2 separate regions of the Pan troglodytes genome follow, and region 2 is linked to region 1. The links are chromatin contacts, called in public HiChIP or PLAC-seq maps. All regions are on one chromosome and are shown on one strand. The core of a region is the stretch at or near the end of the contact, and the rest is flanking DNA. Distances in the headings are between cores, read along the strand shown.

The links. HiChIP or PLAC-seq counts read pairs in DNA pulled down with a chosen protein or histone mark.
Region 2: an H3K4me3 HiChIP or PLAC-seq map of stem cell-derived excitatory neurons shows a contact between it and region 1, with 4 times the contacts expected there. The contact joins the promoter of ARHGAP39 here to the promoter of LRRC24 in region 1. A contact is called at or near these places in 1 of 7 Hi-C or Micro-C datasets (stem cell-derived neural progenitor cells) and 1 of 1 datasets of contacts at active chromatin or transcription factors (stem cell-derived excitatory neurons).

What each region holds. Positions count from the first base shown.
Region 1 is chr7:154,895,031-154,902,660 of NHGRI_mPanTro3-v2.0_pri, reverse strand. LRRC24 (leucine rich repeat containing 24) reads left to right here and starts at 4,626. Exons shown (of 5, transcript XM_063817499.1): 1 at 4,626-4,762; 2 at 6,683-6,900; 3 at 6,997-7,275; 4 at 7,438-7,606. The coding sequence starts at 6,742. It overlaps C8H8orf82 (chromosome 8 C8orf82 homolog), which reads left to right and starts at 2,788. Exons shown (of 3, transcript NM_001246478.1): 1 at 2,788-2,975; 2 at 3,643-3,691; 3 at 3,928-5,504. The coding sequence starts at 2,820. The coding sequence ends at 4,373. It overlaps ARHGAP39 (Rho GTPase activating protein 39), which reads left to right. Exons shown (of 11, transcript XM_024345394.3): 9 at 112-203; 10 at 865-1,034; 11 at 1,120-2,557. The coding sequence ends at 1,314.
Region 2 is chr7:155,051,148-155,058,777 of NHGRI_mPanTro3-v2.0_pri, reverse strand. It overlaps ARHGAP39 (Rho GTPase activating protein 39), which reads left to right and starts at 4,446. Exons shown (of 11, transcript XM_024345394.3): 1 at 4,446-4,612.

The DNA of each region.
Region 1 (7,630 bases), core at 3,377-5,876:
TTTTGCTCCCCTCCCCGGGTCAGCAGGGGCCTACCGGAGGGAGTGTCCAGGCGGAATCATGAAGCCGCAGCGCAGGCTCCTGTTGCCTGAGACCTGCCCTGTGCCCTGCAGGGTCCCTGGGGACATTGACGAGGTGAATGCCCTGAAGCTGCAGGTGGACCAGTGGAAGGTGCCCACAGGCCTGGAAGACCCCCACGTCCCTGGTGAGTCCCCCACACACGCTGCAGCAGAGCGGGCCTGGCTCAGGCAGTGGTTCTCAAGGGGCCCCTGTCTCCGCCTCTGGGGTCCACCCTGATCCTGCCCAGTGATGTGATGGCTTCCCAGTCACTTCTAGCACATCCTCCCTTCTGCCCATTGGACAGTCTCCCCAGGTGTCTGCGGGGCACCCCGAGGCCTACCTGTGCAATGCAGCCCACTCCCCACCTGCTGCTCTCTGCCCTGTGCCCTTCTGCCGTGCCTGCTATGTCTAGCCTACTCCCCACCTGCTGCTCGCTGCCCTTCTGCTGTGCTTGCTGTGTCCAGTCCACTTCCCACCTGCTGCTCTCTGCCCTGTGCCCTTCAGCTGTGCCTGCTCTGCAGACACCCCCTCACGGTGGCTACACAGACTCCTCCTGAGAAAAATCGTGTTTTGCACGTCTCTGCTGGCGTGACCCCCATGCCTCCAGGATCAAGTTCAGGCCCCTAGGAGCTGAAAGGCCCTCTGGGGTCAGGGCCCAGCCTGGCCAGATGGGCCCTGTTCCAGAATGAGCTGGCCCTCCCAGCCTGTCCCCCACAGCAGCCCTCCATGCGTGTCTGCCACGGGACCCCATTTGGCCCAGGGGTGCCCGCCGAGCAGGCCCGCTGAGCCCCGTGCTGTGTCCCCAGCGTCCCTGCTGAAGCTGTGGTACCGGGAGCTGGAGGAGCCCCTGATCCCGCACGAGTTCTACGAGCAGTGCATCGCGCACTACGACAGCCCCGAGGCGGCGGTGGCCGTGGTGCACGCGCTGCCCCGCATCAACCGCATGGTGCTGTGCTACCTCATCCGCTTCCTGCAGGTACTTCCCTCCCCGGGGGTCCCCGCTGCTTTCCCCTCCCCGCCCCGCCCCCGCCCCTCCGCGCCCACCCTCACTCCTCCACCAGGTCTTCGTGCAGCCGGCCAACGTCGCGGTCACCAAGATGGATGTGAGCAACCTGGCCATGGTGATGGCGCCCAACTGCCTGCGCTGCCAGTCCGACGACCCGCGCGTCATCTTCGAGAACACCCGCAAGGAGATGTCCTTCCTGCGGGTGCTCATCCAGCACCTGGACACCAGCTTCATGGAGGGTGTGCTGTAGCGGGGGCGCCCGGGGACAGGAGGGATGTCCTGCCGCCCCCAGCCAGGCCGAACTCCGCACTCGCTCTCCCGGCAGAGGGGCCAGAATCGCCCGGCCCAGCCCTGGAGCCCCCTCCACTCCCCCAGGCCCCTGGCCCCGGCGCTCCCCACGTCTTCTGCCTGGTCTGAGGGTGCAGCCAGGGCACAGCAGCGGCGGGGAGGGCGCCTCTGGCCCCCCACCTCACGGCCAGTTCCCGCGGGCACCGCCTCGCCCTCCGCTGGCCGCGGGTCAGCTCCGAGAAAGTGCCTTCTGTGTCCTGGAGCCGAGCGACACTGCCTCCTTGGGGCCGGGCTGCCTCCCTGTGGCTCCTGCGCGCCCTGGCCTGGGCCTTGCCCAGCCGCCCCCGTCTCTCCTTCCCTTTCTCCTGTCCTCGTCCTGGCCTGCAGCTCTTCCCAGCCCCGAGAGAGCTTCCCGACCCGTCCCCGCCTCCTCTCCCTCCCTCGGCCCGTGGTCCCCAGCTGGTGACTGCTCAGGAGTTTGGGGGCTCCAGGACAGTGGGCCCGGGGCCTGGCAGGCTCTCGGTGGGTGGGGTGGGGGCCCCCAAACCAAAGTCCTCTGGGGTAGGGAGCAGGGCTGGGCAGGCATTCTGGGGGCAGGGTGGGGGAGGGGCGAGAGTATTTTTTTCTTCGTGTAACTGTAAATCCAGAATCTATCCTGCATCGCAGCCCACCGTGTATAGAGATATAAATAGAGGGAAAGATATAAGAACTAAATTTGCTAATGACATAGTTTTAACCTAAATGCTATTTATCTCTGAGCCGTCCCCGTCCTCCGTGCAGAGCAAGTTGAGGTCATTCCTTCTTTTCTTCTCCGATCTTTTTTCTTGGCTTCTGACCAAAAACCAAGCTCTACCCCATCCCCATCCCAGACCTGCAGGAGACGAGCGAGCGGGAAGGCGCCGGGCCCGGGACTGTCTGTTCTCGGGGCCAGAGCTGCTGGGGGACCGAGTTTGTACATTTTCCATTTTGGAATTTTGAGTTCCAATTGTTGTAAAACTTAATTTCTCCCCAGTTTTTATATATATATTTTTTAGAGTTCCGTTTTTATTTATTAAAAACAAAAGCCCCAGCCCTGCCGAGGCCTGGGCGGCGTCCTCAGTCGGGTGGTCCCGGGGCCTTTGCGGTCCCGCCCGGCTGAGACGCTCGCCCCGACGCATGGACCCGAGAGGCGACGACACGAGTGAATAAAGTGCACATGGACCCTGCGCCGCCTCCTGTTCCTTGTGGGCGCGGCCGGGGGCGGGAAGAGACGCGGGGCGGACCGGAAGGGGCGTCGCCGGCACACGCCTCTCGGAAGGCCAGGGCGGGCGAGCCCCGGAGGCCCGAGGGAGAGGGAAGAGCGCCGGGCCCGGGTCGCGGAGGCGGGCGCCGCCGGAACGCGAAGCGCGGGGCTACTGCGGGCGGGCGCGAGTTCGCGCAGCACCGCCCCCGGCGTGACCTGCTGGTCGCTTCCGGCGCGGGAGGAGAATGTGGCCGCCTTGCGGGACGCTCCGGACCCTGGTCTTGGCGCGGTCGCGGGGAGCCCGGGCCTGCAGCGGGGATGGGGGCGTTTCCTACACGCAGGGCCAGAGTCCGGAGCCCCGGACCCGCGAGTATTTCTACTACGTGGACCACCAGGGCCAGGTGGGCGGGGGCAGGGCCGTTGCTCGAGAGGCGGGGCCGGGAGAGGTCTCTGGGCGGGGCGGGGGGGCGGGGCTCTGTGGGCGGGACCGTTGCTCGAGGGGCGGGGCCGGAGGGACGTTCCAGGCGGTGGGTGGGCGGGGCAACCTCGACTCCTCAGAGCTGGAGGAGAGCGCGCTGGAAAGACGGGGAGCTGGGTCGGTCCGGGCCGAGGCTCCTACATGGGCCGCGTCCCTGCTGCGTTGTGCAGCTCCGGACTCTGTCCTACAAGTCCCCAGCCCCGGCGCTGACTTCTCGCCGCTGCCAGGGAGACACCCGGGCCGCCCCGCCTTTTTTTGGAAGCCCTGTCAAAAGGCAGCTGCATGTCCGGGAGGCAGCAGGCCAGGTAGTCTCCGCGGAGGAGGTGGTACAACTGATTACAAACTTGAAAAGAGGGAAAAGGTGCGGTAAAGAATTGGCTGACCAGGGAGCAGAGGTGCGCATAGATGCGGATAAGTCGGCAGGGCCCCCAGGTTTACCTTTCACGCGCCTCCCTGCATGCGGTGTGCACAGACAAGCAGGAAAAGTGGGCTCGGGCCGGTTCAGGACCTCCCGAGCTTCAGGACCTCCTGAGCTTCCCCGCCCCCACCTGCACGCTGGGACTTATCACGGCCTGGCCCTCTATCTGCAGCTTTTCCTGGATGATTCCAAAATGAAGAATTTCATCACCTGCTTCAAAGGTAATGCTGTGCCTCCCTCTCCAGCCCCTTCTTTCTCCCTTCCGGGCAGCCCCTGATGGGCTCCCCGACTCTGCCGACGGGCCCAGCGCACCAAGGAGTGGGCGTCCTGCGCTCAGGAGCCCCGCTGAGTGAGGCCAGGCGAACCTCTTACCGTCGGCGCCTGCCCTCGGTATGGTCCTGGGCCCGGAGGCCTTGGGAGCCCAGCGCGCTGAGTACACGCGCCCTTCATCCCCCAGACCCGCAGTTCCTGGTCACCTTCTTCTCCCGCCTGAGACCCAACCGCAGCGGGCGCTACGAGGCCGCTTTCCCCTTCCTCTCGCCCTGCGGCAGAGAGCGCAACTTCCTGCGCTGCGAGGACCGGCCGGTGGTCTTCACGCACCTGCTGACCGCGGACCACGGGCCTCCGCGCCTCTCCTACTGCGGCGGTGGCGAGGCCCTGGCCGTGCCCTTCGAGCCGGCGCGCCTGCTGCCCCTGGCCGCCAACGGGCGCCTGTACCACCCGGCGCCGGAGCGTGCGGGCGGCGTGGGCCTGGTGCGCTCCGCCCTGGCCTTCGAGCTCAGTGCCTGCTTCGAGTACGGGCCCGGCGCGCCTGCGCTGCCCTCGCACGTGCGCTGGCAGGGCCGCCGCCTCGCCCTCACCATGGACCTGGCCCCGCTGCTGCTCGCGGCTTGGCCGCCCTGAGCGGGGCCAAGGGAAAGGCGGGAGGCCGCGGGCGCCTCTCGCCCCGCTCCCCCGGGACTCCACGCCCCGGAAAGCCCGCGCCACCCGCGCTCGCGGCAGCCTAGTGCGCCTGCGCGCTCTGGGCCCCGCCCCCCTCCCATCCGGCGCTGTCCTTGGTGCTGCCGCGGCCTGGCCCTCCCGGACACCCCGCTCCCCACGGCGCGCGCCCCCCGCGCACCCGACTCCGGCGCCCTCCGGATTGGCCTGCGCTCGAGACGTCAGGCACTGGCGGCGGGCGCGGGGCTCTGGTGCGCGTGCGCGAGCGTCCCCCGCCCCCTCCCAGCCCGGCGACTGCTCGGGCCCGGCCGCCACCTGCACGGCGGGGGAGCCGCTCGCCGCGGGAGCGTCAGGTGAGGGGACGCCCGACCCAAGGTCACCAGGCGTGGGGGCGCTGGGGGATCGGGGACCATCCCGGCTCTGACCCTGGTGCGCTCCGAGAAGGGCGTGGGTCCTGGAGGGGGATGGGGAACGCGGAGGCCACGCCCTCCCTGAGCCCGGCCGAAAATCAACTGGCTCTCGTGGGTAGCAGAGGAGGCCGTGGGGGATACAGGCACCGGGTCGCAGCGCTGCAGAGGTGCGCAAGGGCCGCCCAAAGACCAGCTTGGGCCTCGCACTGCGCCCGAGGCAGACACAGGGCGTTCCATCCTCTTCCCTCCCCCCTCCCGCACAGAGGGGCGCCCAGGAGGCAGTGACAGTCGTCGCGGAATCCTGCGTGTGACACCCCGCCCCTGCCCAGCGGATTAGGGGGTTGTCCTCTGGTAAAAGGATTTCTGGGCTTCTTTCCGCCTGGGGCCCTCATCCCTGCCCTGGCAGGCCCTTCTACACCGATCTGCATCTAGTGGGGGGGTCAGCGTGAGCAGCAGTGCCGTGAGTTCTGAGGCCAAGAACCTTCTCCACTTGAGAAGCCTTCCTGGGGGAGGCTGACTGGGCCAGGCCTGGAGCCACGTACCAACACTTTATACCCAGGGGAATGGATCCCAAGGGCCCAGATAACGCCCCCAACTTCTTGGGGTTCACACGCATCCTGAGACATCTGGGAACTGCCTCTGCCTGGGCCAAAGCTATTCCATTAAAACTTTATTGCTGTGCTTACTTATTTCTAATGACTTTAAATAATCACGTGAGTTACAATTTAGGGCAAGATTTAAACAAACACCAAGGCCACTTGGTCCTGTCCCTTTCCACATGACTCGAAAGGAGGAAGAGCTGATGGACAGGCAAATGTTTGGGGAAGCCGGCCAGATGAGGCTGGGAGACAGGACACCTGCAGCCCTGTTTTCCCTGGCTTCGGGTGGGCTGGCTGGCTTAGCCCAGATCCCTACTTTTAAAACTGGGCTCCTTGTTCCTGAAACCAGACCCCAGCCTTCCCATTTCTTTACAAGTACATGCATATGGTCCCCCAGCAAACTCCCTGCTCCTTGCTGATCTCAGAGGTCACGCTGCTCCCAGAGCCCACTTGGGAAGCCACACCAGAAACCCAGTTGGTGGCCCAAGGCGTCCCCTGTCCCACCCCAGCTTTCCCAGGGCCCCATCTATCCCCAAAGACAGGACACCTTTCTGGGGACCGGCATGGGAAGCACAGACCCATGGCTCCTGAACCGAATTTCCTATTATTTTTCTCATCCCCCAATTCTCTGACAGGTTACCTGAGAAAAAGGCCCAATTGTAGTTAAGCTGGTCCCACCCCTAGGCCAGCAGGAGCAGGTGCTAGACAAAGCTGTGCCTTGACTTCCCTGGGGCTCGTAGCTCCTCTGAGGCCAGCTCTGCCCAGGCCCCCACAAGGAGGCGTGTCTGCCCAGGGCCTGCTCTCCCCCTCCTAGCCATGCTTGGGTAATGGGACCCCGGGCTTTGTCACCTAAGCAAAGTTCTCAAGCCATACCCTGTACTTCCAGCTTCTTGCACCCTAGAACCAAGCAGCAGCCACTTGCCTGGGGGTAGAGTCGGGGGCAGCAAGCGACACACATCCACGTCCTGAGCAGGAAGCTCCTGACCTGCTGGGCATGGGTGGAGAAAGAGAAGGTGACAGGGTTGGGTGGCTCTCCCTACATGGTCACATCCTGTGAAGAAACTGAGGACACCAGGAATTCTAAATTTGAACCTGATGCCCCAGAGCTTTAAGAAAATGTTTTTGTCAAAGGAGAAAACCAGAACGTTTTATTAGTTTCTTGAACCGATTTATAGCGTCAAAAGTTAGACGCAGGTGCAGGCCTCCATTCCATCTATTGGCTGGCTCTCGACTGCCGAGACTGGCCTGCCAACCTGTGTTTCAGGAGGGCACGCGTCTGCGGCTGAACCGCGGAAGGGCCGGTGAGGAACCGGGCCTCGGGAGATGGCCCTGAGGGCCCCCGCACTGCTGCCGCTGCTGCTGCTACTACTGCCGCTCCGCGCCGCCGGCTGCCCAGCAGCCTGCCGCTGCTACAGCGCCACGGTGGAGTGTGGCGCCCTGCGGTTGCGCGTCGTCCCGCTGGGAATCCCGCCAGGGACGCAGGTGGGCACCGTGTGGAGCTGCGGGAGGACGGGGTGCCCCCAGGGAGAGGAAGACCCCCGCAGCGGGGTAAGCGCCTCCTCTTTCCCCGGCCTGCAGACACTCTTCCTGCAGGACAACAACATCGCCCGCCTAGAGCCGGGAGCCCTGGCGCCACTCGACGCTCTGCGCCGGCTCTACCTGCACAACAACAGCCTGCGCGCCCTGGAGGCCGGCGCCTTCCGCGCGCAGCCGCGCCTGCTGGAGCTGGCGCTCACTAGCAACCGGCTGCGCGGCTTGCGCAGCGGCGCCTTCGTAGGCCTGGCCCAGCTGCGCGTGCTCTACCTGGCGGGCAACCAGCTGGCGCGGCTGCTGGATTTCACCTTCTTGCACCTGCCGGTGAGCGCCTGGGGTCTAAAGGGGCGGGATACTCCATTATGGCCCCTCGCCCTGTAGGGCTGGAATAGTTAGAAAAGGCAACCCAGTCTAGCTTGGTAAGAAGAGAGACATGCCCCCAACCTCGGCGCCCTTTTTCCTCACGATCTGCTGTCCTTACTTCAGCGACTGCAGGAGCTTCACCTGCAAGAAAACAGCATTGAGCTGCTGGAGGACCAGGCTCTAGCGGGGCTGTCCTCCCTAGCACTGCTGGACCTCAGCAGGAACCAGCTGGGCACCATCAGCCGAGAGGCCCTGCAGCCCCTGGCCAGTCTGCAAGTCCTGCGCCTCACAGGTACCTCTTCCTCGGAAAGCGTCT
Region 2 (7,630 bases), core at 3,197-5,696, 160 kb before region 1:
GCCTGTAGTTCCAGCTACTTGGGAGGCTGAGGCAGGAGGATCACCAGAGCCAAGGAGGTCCAGGATGTAGTGAGCTGAGATTATACCATTGCAGTCCAGCCTGGGCAACAGAGCAAGACCCTGTCTCAAGGAAAAAAAAAAAAAAGGCAGGCAAAAGATGTGAACAGACACATTATAAAAGAAAATATAAGTAGAGCAAATAAGTACATGAAAAGTTGTTCAACATCGCTAATCATTAGGGTAATGGAAATCAAAATCACAATTAGATATCGCCTCACATCCATTAGGATGACTACTGTAAAAAAAAAAACAGAAATTAACAAGTGTTGGAGAGGATATGGAGAAATTGGAGCCCTTATGCACTGTCGGTGGGAATGTAAAATGGTACAATTTTGCAGTGGCTCACGCCTGTAATCCCAACACTTTGGCAGGCCAACGTGGGTGGGAGGTCAGGAGTTCAAGACCAGCCTGGCCAACATGGTGAAAACCCGTCTCTACTAAAAATACAAAAATTATCTGGGCATGGTGGCAGGCACCTGTAATCTCAGCTTCTGGGGAGGCTGAGGCAGGAGAATCGCTTGAATCTTAGCTACTGGGGAGGCAGAGGCTGCAGTGAGCTGAGATCATGCCATTGCACTCTAGCCTGGGCGACAAGAGTGAAACTCCATCTTAAAAATAAATAAATAACAAAACGGTACAATTGCTGTGAAAAAGAGTTCGGTGGTTTCTCAAAAAATTAAAAATAGGCCTGGTGCGGTGGCTCACGCCTGTAATCCCAGCACTTTGGGAGGCTGAGGCGGGCAGATCACCTGAGGTCAGGCGTTTGAGACCAGACTGGCCAACATGGTGACACGCCATCCCTACTAAAAATACAAAAAATTAGCTGGGCATGGTGGCACATGCCTGTAATCCCAGCTACTCGGGAGGCTGAGGCAGGAGAATCGCTTGAACCTGGGAGGCAGAAGTTGCAGTGAGCCAAGATCACGCCACTTCACTCCAGCCTGGGCGGCAGAGTGAGACTCCTTCTCAAAAAAAAAAAAAAAAAAAAAAAAAGATGGTTAAGATGGTAAATTTTATGTTACGTATTTTAAATACAAACAAAAAACAAAAAGAAAACCAGAAGACTGGCCACAGCAGGTGTTAGTGAGAACGCAGAGAAGCTGTAACTCGCGAGAGCTGCTGGGAGTGGTGTGATGGCTTCTTAAAAAGTCAAACTTACTTCTAGTTAAATACTTGTAGGAAAAAAAGTCAAACTTGCAGGCACCCTGTGATGCGCCAGGCGAGCCCTGGGCACCTCCCTAGGAGAGGAACACGGATGTGTAAATACCCCGGGGTGGCCCAGGGATCCAACTTCCTTTTTCTCCCTGTAGCTCACAAACAGAGGCTCTATTAAACAATAGACCTTTTCTCGTTGGTTTTGATGTGTGGATGTGATTAAACTCTTTGCTCCATTCCCTTGCGTGTTTCTGGGCCTGTGAAACACCCCGGCTCAGGAGCAGACCTTAATCTCTGGCAGGGTCCGTCCCCCTTCATGTCCTCCTTCACAATTGGACGTGCTATTTTTAGATCTATATTATTTTGTGCAATTTTAAAAATATGTTGTTATAGTCCTCAAAAAATCTTGCTGGAATTAAGATTATTAACATTTTGGATTTCTATATAACTTTAGGAAGACTCGACATCTTTACTATGTTATACCACCTGGTCCACGAGCGTGCTATGTTCCTCCATTTATTTATTATTGTTTTACTTTCTGAGACAGGGTCTCGCTCTGTTGCCCAGGCTGGAGTGCAGTGGTGTGATCACAGCTCACCACAGCCTCGACCTGCCCAGGCTCAAGTGATCCTCACACCTCAGCCTCTTGACTACGCCTGGCTAATTTAAAATTTCTTTTTGTAGACACGGGGTTGCCTTATGCAGCCCAGGCTGGTCTCGAATTCCTGATCTCAAGCGTTCCTCCACCTTAGCCTGGAAAAGCAATGGGATTACAGCTGTGAGCCACCACACAGGTCCCCCTCCATTAGTGGGGACTTTAGATTTTCTTTTTAAGTCCTTAAAGAGTTAAGTGTCCTTGGCCAGGTGTGGTAGCTCACGCCTGTAATCCCAACACTTTGGGAGGCTGAGGTGGGTGAATCACTTGAGGTCAGGAGTTTGAGAGGAGCCTGGCCAACTCGGTGAAACCCTATTTCTACTAAAAATACAAAAAATTAGCCAGGAGTTGTGGTGGGCACCTGTAATCCCAACTACTCAAGAGGTTGAGGCAGGAGAATTGCTTGAACCCAGAAGGCAGAGGTTGCAATGAGCCAAGATGGCGCCACTGTACTCCAGCCTAGGTGACACAGCAAGACTCCATCTCAAAAAAAAAAAAAAAAAAAAGAGTTAAATGTCCTCTATAAATATTTTCTATATTTTTAATTAGTTAAGTGTGTGGTCACCAGGGTGGGAAATGCTCACTGTAAATGTGTGGTCACGGGGGTGGGAAGTGCTCACCGCCAGTGTGTGGTCACGGGGGTGGGAAGTGCTCACCGCCAGTGTGTGGTCACGGGGGTGGGAAGTGCTCACCGCCAGTGTGTGGTCACGGGGGTGGGAAGTGCTCACCGTAAATGTGTGGTCACGGGGTGGGAAGTGCTCGCCGCCAGTGTGTGGTCACGGGGTTGGGAGGTGCTCGCCGCCAGTGTGTGGTCACGGGGGTGGGAGGTGCTCGCCGCCAGTGTGTGGTCACGGGGGTGGGAGGTGCTCGCCGCCAGTGTGTGGTCACGGGGGTGGGAGGTGCTCGCCGCCAGTGTGTGGTCACGGGGGTGGGAGGTGCTCGCCGCCAGTGTGTGGTCACGGGGGTGGGAGGTGCTCGCCGCCACTGTGTGGTCACGGGGGTGGGAGGTGCTCGCCGCCAGTGTGTGGTCACGGGGGTGGGAAGTGCTCACCGCCAGTGTGTGGTCACGGGGGTGGGAAGTGCTCACCGCCAGTGTGTGGTCACGGGGGTGGGAAGTGCTCACCGCCAGTGTGTGGTCACGGGGGTGGGAAGTGCTCACCGCCAGTGTGTGGTCACGGGGGTGGGAAGTGCTCACCGCCAGTGTGTGGTCACGGGGGTGGGAAGTGCTCACCGCCAGTGTGTGGTCACGGGGGTGGGAAGTGCTCACCGCCAGTGTGTGGTCACGGGGGTGGGAAGTGCTCACCGCCAGTGTGTGGTCACGGGGGTGGGAAGTGCTCACCGCCAGTGTGTGGTCACGGGGGTGGGAAGTGCTCACCGCCAGTGTGTGGTCACGGGGGTGGGAAGTGCTCACCGCCAGTGTGTGGTCACGGGGGTGGGAAGTGCTCACTGTAAATGTGTGGTCACGGGGTGGGAAGTGCTCACCGCCAGTGTGTGGTCACAGGGGTGGGAAGTGCTCACCGCCAGTGTGTGGTCACGGGGGTGGGAGGTGCTCGCCGCCAGTGTGTTGTCACAAGTTTAAGGCGAAGGCAGTCAGCCTGGATGTGTGATTTTCTTCAGTAGTCATGGAGGAGAAGGGTTGGGCTCGCCCAGTTGGGTTTTCTAAGTGAATACAGTGGAGAGGGAGCGGGAGGCGAAAAAGCACTGTGTATAAGAGTGAAGAGTGAAGTGTGACGGCGGGCGGCGAGACAGCCCGACGGGAGATCTCCTGAGGCGGGAGAGTCCCTGCAAGGCGAGTGAGCTGCAGGGCAGGAGGTGGAGCTCCACGGATGACTTTTGACGGGGGCCTTTCAGCCCTTTGCGGCTTCTCACGGTTGAGGACCCAGGGAATGTCCAGGACTGAAGGGTGTGCGCCCCTGTCTTCTACTATCGAAGCTTCAGGCTGTTTAGCCTCCGTTTCTCCAGAAATGCCAGTCAGATTTAATTTCCAGAAACGCACCTGGCACTAAGAGAATCTAGAAAACCAGACTGAATGCAGATTAGAAAACGCCGAACGGAGCACTAGTCGAGCTGCAGCTGAGTGAATGACCGAGTAAAAGTGACAGGACTAAAAAGGTGAGAATAACAGGAGGTGAAAAGACACGAGCCCGCCACAAGAAGGACTGAGGAACAGGGCAGCCCACGTTTTGAGAAGAATGGCTGTATTTCTAGAGTCGAAGAAAAGTGAAATCTCAGACTCGGGAAGCCCAACGTGGTTTGAGACGGCAAAATTACACCAAACCACACCGAGACGTGTCAGATGGTAACTGCTCTGCACCAAAAGAGACGGAAAGACACCGCTAACTCACAGGGTAGGTCCCCGCGGGAGGCCTCTGGCGCGGCGAAGGGGCGGGGCCAGGCGGCTCCCAGCATGCCGCGCGCGCCCTCCGCGGGACTCCGGCTCCCGGCATGCCGCGCGCCAGCGCATGCGTGATGCGGCCTCGCGAGGCAGTGCCCCCTGGCGGCGGGTGGTGACCGCCGCGGGGGCGGAGCCGGAGGCGGGGGGTTGCGCTTGGTGACGGGAGGACGCGCGGCCGCCGCGCACTGGGCCGGCGGCGGCGGCGGCGGCGGAGGACGCCGACAGCACGGGCTGCCGCGGCAGCAGCGGCGGAGCAGCAGAGAGGCCGGGGAGCGGCGGCCGGCTCACGCGCGTCGCGCGGGCCGGGATGAGGGACTGTGGCGGCGCGGCCCGCGCGCAGCCGGCCGGTGAGAGCGCGGGCAACGGGCGGTGGGCGGCGCGGGCCAGGAAGATGGCGGAGGGGCCGGCGCTGCGGTCCCCGTGGTCCTGGCCCAGCCTCGGCGGAGGCTGCAGGCCCGGCAGCGCAAGGAATCCAGGCCCGCGGCGACTGCAGCGGCGGGAGGGGCTGTGACTGGGCCGTGGAGGGAGGGGGCGTGGGTGTGCGGGGCCCGGCCGGGCGGGGGGCGCGGAGGCTCGAGGGGCCAAGGCCGCGCGGGGCCCGGGTGCGCGCCGACGGGCCGGGCTGGGAGTCTGAGGGTGGGTGAGTGCGCGTGTGCCCGGCCCGAAGTGGGTGTGACTGTACCCTGTCCAGGGTGAGTTGTGTCCCTGCTCTAGGTGGTTGTGAGTGTGCCCGGCCCCAATGTGGGTGTGGGTGTGCCCCTGTCCAGAGTGAGTGTGAGTGTGCCCCTGTCCACGGTGGGTATGAGTGTGCCCGGCCCGAGGGGAGTGTGGGTGTGTCCGGCCCCAGGGGGGTGTGAGTGTGCTCCTGCCCGAGGGGGGTGTGAGTGTGCCCGGCCCTAGATGGGTGTGAGTGTGCCCCTGCCCGAGGGGGGTGTGAGGGGACCCCGCCCGTGGTGGGTGTGGGTGCACGTGTGCCCAGCCTGAGCTCGGGGCACCGGCCGCATTCCCGGGCGCCGTCGGAGTGGGGACAAGGTGGATGCCCGCCGGTCGGGGCTGGTGCCCGCGTCCTGAAGGGCGGCGCGGGTGCAGGGCTGCGGTGCGCTGCGGTTCAGCCTCGGGCTTTGTCCCCGGGGCGCAGGGAGCGGACATGGGCGTCTCCAGGTGGGGTCATGGCCGCCTGCGGGTGGGCTCTGCGGCCTCGCCTCTGCGGCAGGCGCGGGCTGGGGCTCCGGCGCTCGGAGCCTTCCCCTCCCGGTTGCCCCCCGAGCTGGAATTCCCTCGGTTGCTTCCCAGTTGCTGGAGTGCTGTGGGTGGAGGCGGCGTTCCGTGCCCAGGGCGGCGAGCGAGGCAGGCTGTGCATTTTGGGGCCCAGGACGTTTTTTATTTTAAAACGTGCAGCCGGCTCCTTGGCAGCTGTGGGTGTGTTCCGAGCCGCTTCCCACCAGCAGCTGCTGTGGGCGCTGCGCAGCTTCGGAAACGCAGCCGGGCCCCCTCCCCCTCAGTGCTGTACGGGTTTAACCAGACCTCCAGTGACCTCTGCTGAAAAACCTACAGTGGTGAGGCTTCTCGTGCGTCCTGGTACAACAATACGGAGATTTGTCTTTTGAAGCCAGTGAGGGGAATTGGACGCTGCGTCCTAGGTGCCCTCTATAGACAGCAGGTGGTTCCGTCGGCGGCGCCCGATCCACAAAGAGCAAGGTGCGATTCTCGCGCCGGGGGAGGGAAAGGCGATTTGATAGGAGGTGTGGCTGTAAATCGAGGAGACTCATTCCATAAACCGCCCTGGGCGCAGGCTCTGTAGCCATAAATGCTTGGAGTGAATGAATGGGGGTGGCGCCTCGCTCCCTGCACTTGGTCTAGCCAGCTGTCTTCCTGAGAGGCAGGGGAGCAGAGTGGACAGGAGGGCGGGTTCTGGAGCCAGGCTGCCCGCCTCTGAGTCTCGACTCTTCTGTTTACTGGCTTTGTGGTCTTCGGCAAGGTCTCTGTGCCTTTGGCTTCTCATCTGTAAAATGGGAACACTAATAATATTGGCCTCATAGGGTTGCTGTGAGGACTCAGTGAATTAAGACTTGTGAAACACTTTGTTCGTGGCACACTGTGTTTTAGAAAGTTAGGAATGGTTATTACTGCCAAGATCTGGTGCTTCCGGGGTGCATGTGCTGGGTCAGTGGGTCTTCAGTTTCTCCAGCACTGCCAACGTAATGTAAACTGGAAGTTTACATTAAGCTGGAAGTCTGTGGCGCTGGTTTCTCACACAAGAAAGCTGAGGTCATATTTGAACACATGTTTATAAAGGTAAAAGACAGACAAGCCTCACATACTTAGATGAATTATTATATAAGATTGTTTTAAGACGTTCTTAGAGAAAAATGGCCAGGTGCGGTGGCTCACGCCTGTAATGCCAGCACTTTGGGAAGCTGGGGTGAGCAGATCGCTTGAGGTCAGGAGTTCAAGATCAGCCTAACCAACATGGTGAAACCCCGTCTCTACTAAAAATACAAAAATTAGCTGGGTGTGGTGGCTCATGCCTGTAGTCCCAGCTACTTGGGAGGCTGAGACACAGAATCGCTTGAACCCAGGAGGCGGAGCTTGCAGTGAGCCGAGATTGTGTCACTGCACTCCAGCCTGGGCGACAGAGCGAGACTCTGTCTCAAAAAAAAAAAAAAAAAAAAAAGAATATTTTATTTTATTTTATTTTTATTTTTAATTTTTGAGACAGAGTCTCGCTCTGTTACCCAGGCTGCAGTGCAGTGGCACAATCTCGGCTCACTGCAAGCTCTGCCTCCTGGGTTCACGCCATTCTCCTGCCTCAGCCTCCCGAGTAGCTGGGACTACAGGCTCCTGTCACCACGCCTGGCTAATTTTTTGTATTTTTAGTAGAGACGGGGTTTCACCATGTTAGCCAGGATAGTCTCGATCTCCTGACCTCATGATCCGCCCGCCTCGGCCTCCCAAAGTGCTGGCATTACAGGTGTGAGCCACCGCGCCCAGCCAGTTTTTGCTTGTTTTTGAGACAGGGTCTCACTCTGCTGGCCAGGCTGGAGTGCAGTGGTGCGATCATGGCTCACTGCAGCCTCGACCTCCTGGGCTCAAGGCATCCTCCCACCTTAGCCTCCCAAGTAGCTGGGACTACAGGTGTGTGTCACCACACCTGGCTAATTTTTTTGTTCGGTTTTGTTTGTAGAGATGTGTTTTGCCATGTCACCCAGATTGGTCTCAAACTCCTGAGCTCAAGTGATCCACTTGCCTTGGCTTCCCAAAGTATTGGGATTACAGGCATGAGTCACTGCGCCCAGCCTGCCATTGTTGTTATACTTCTCAGTATTATCCTTGCAACAGAAAAGATGATTTATTAAAATAAACAT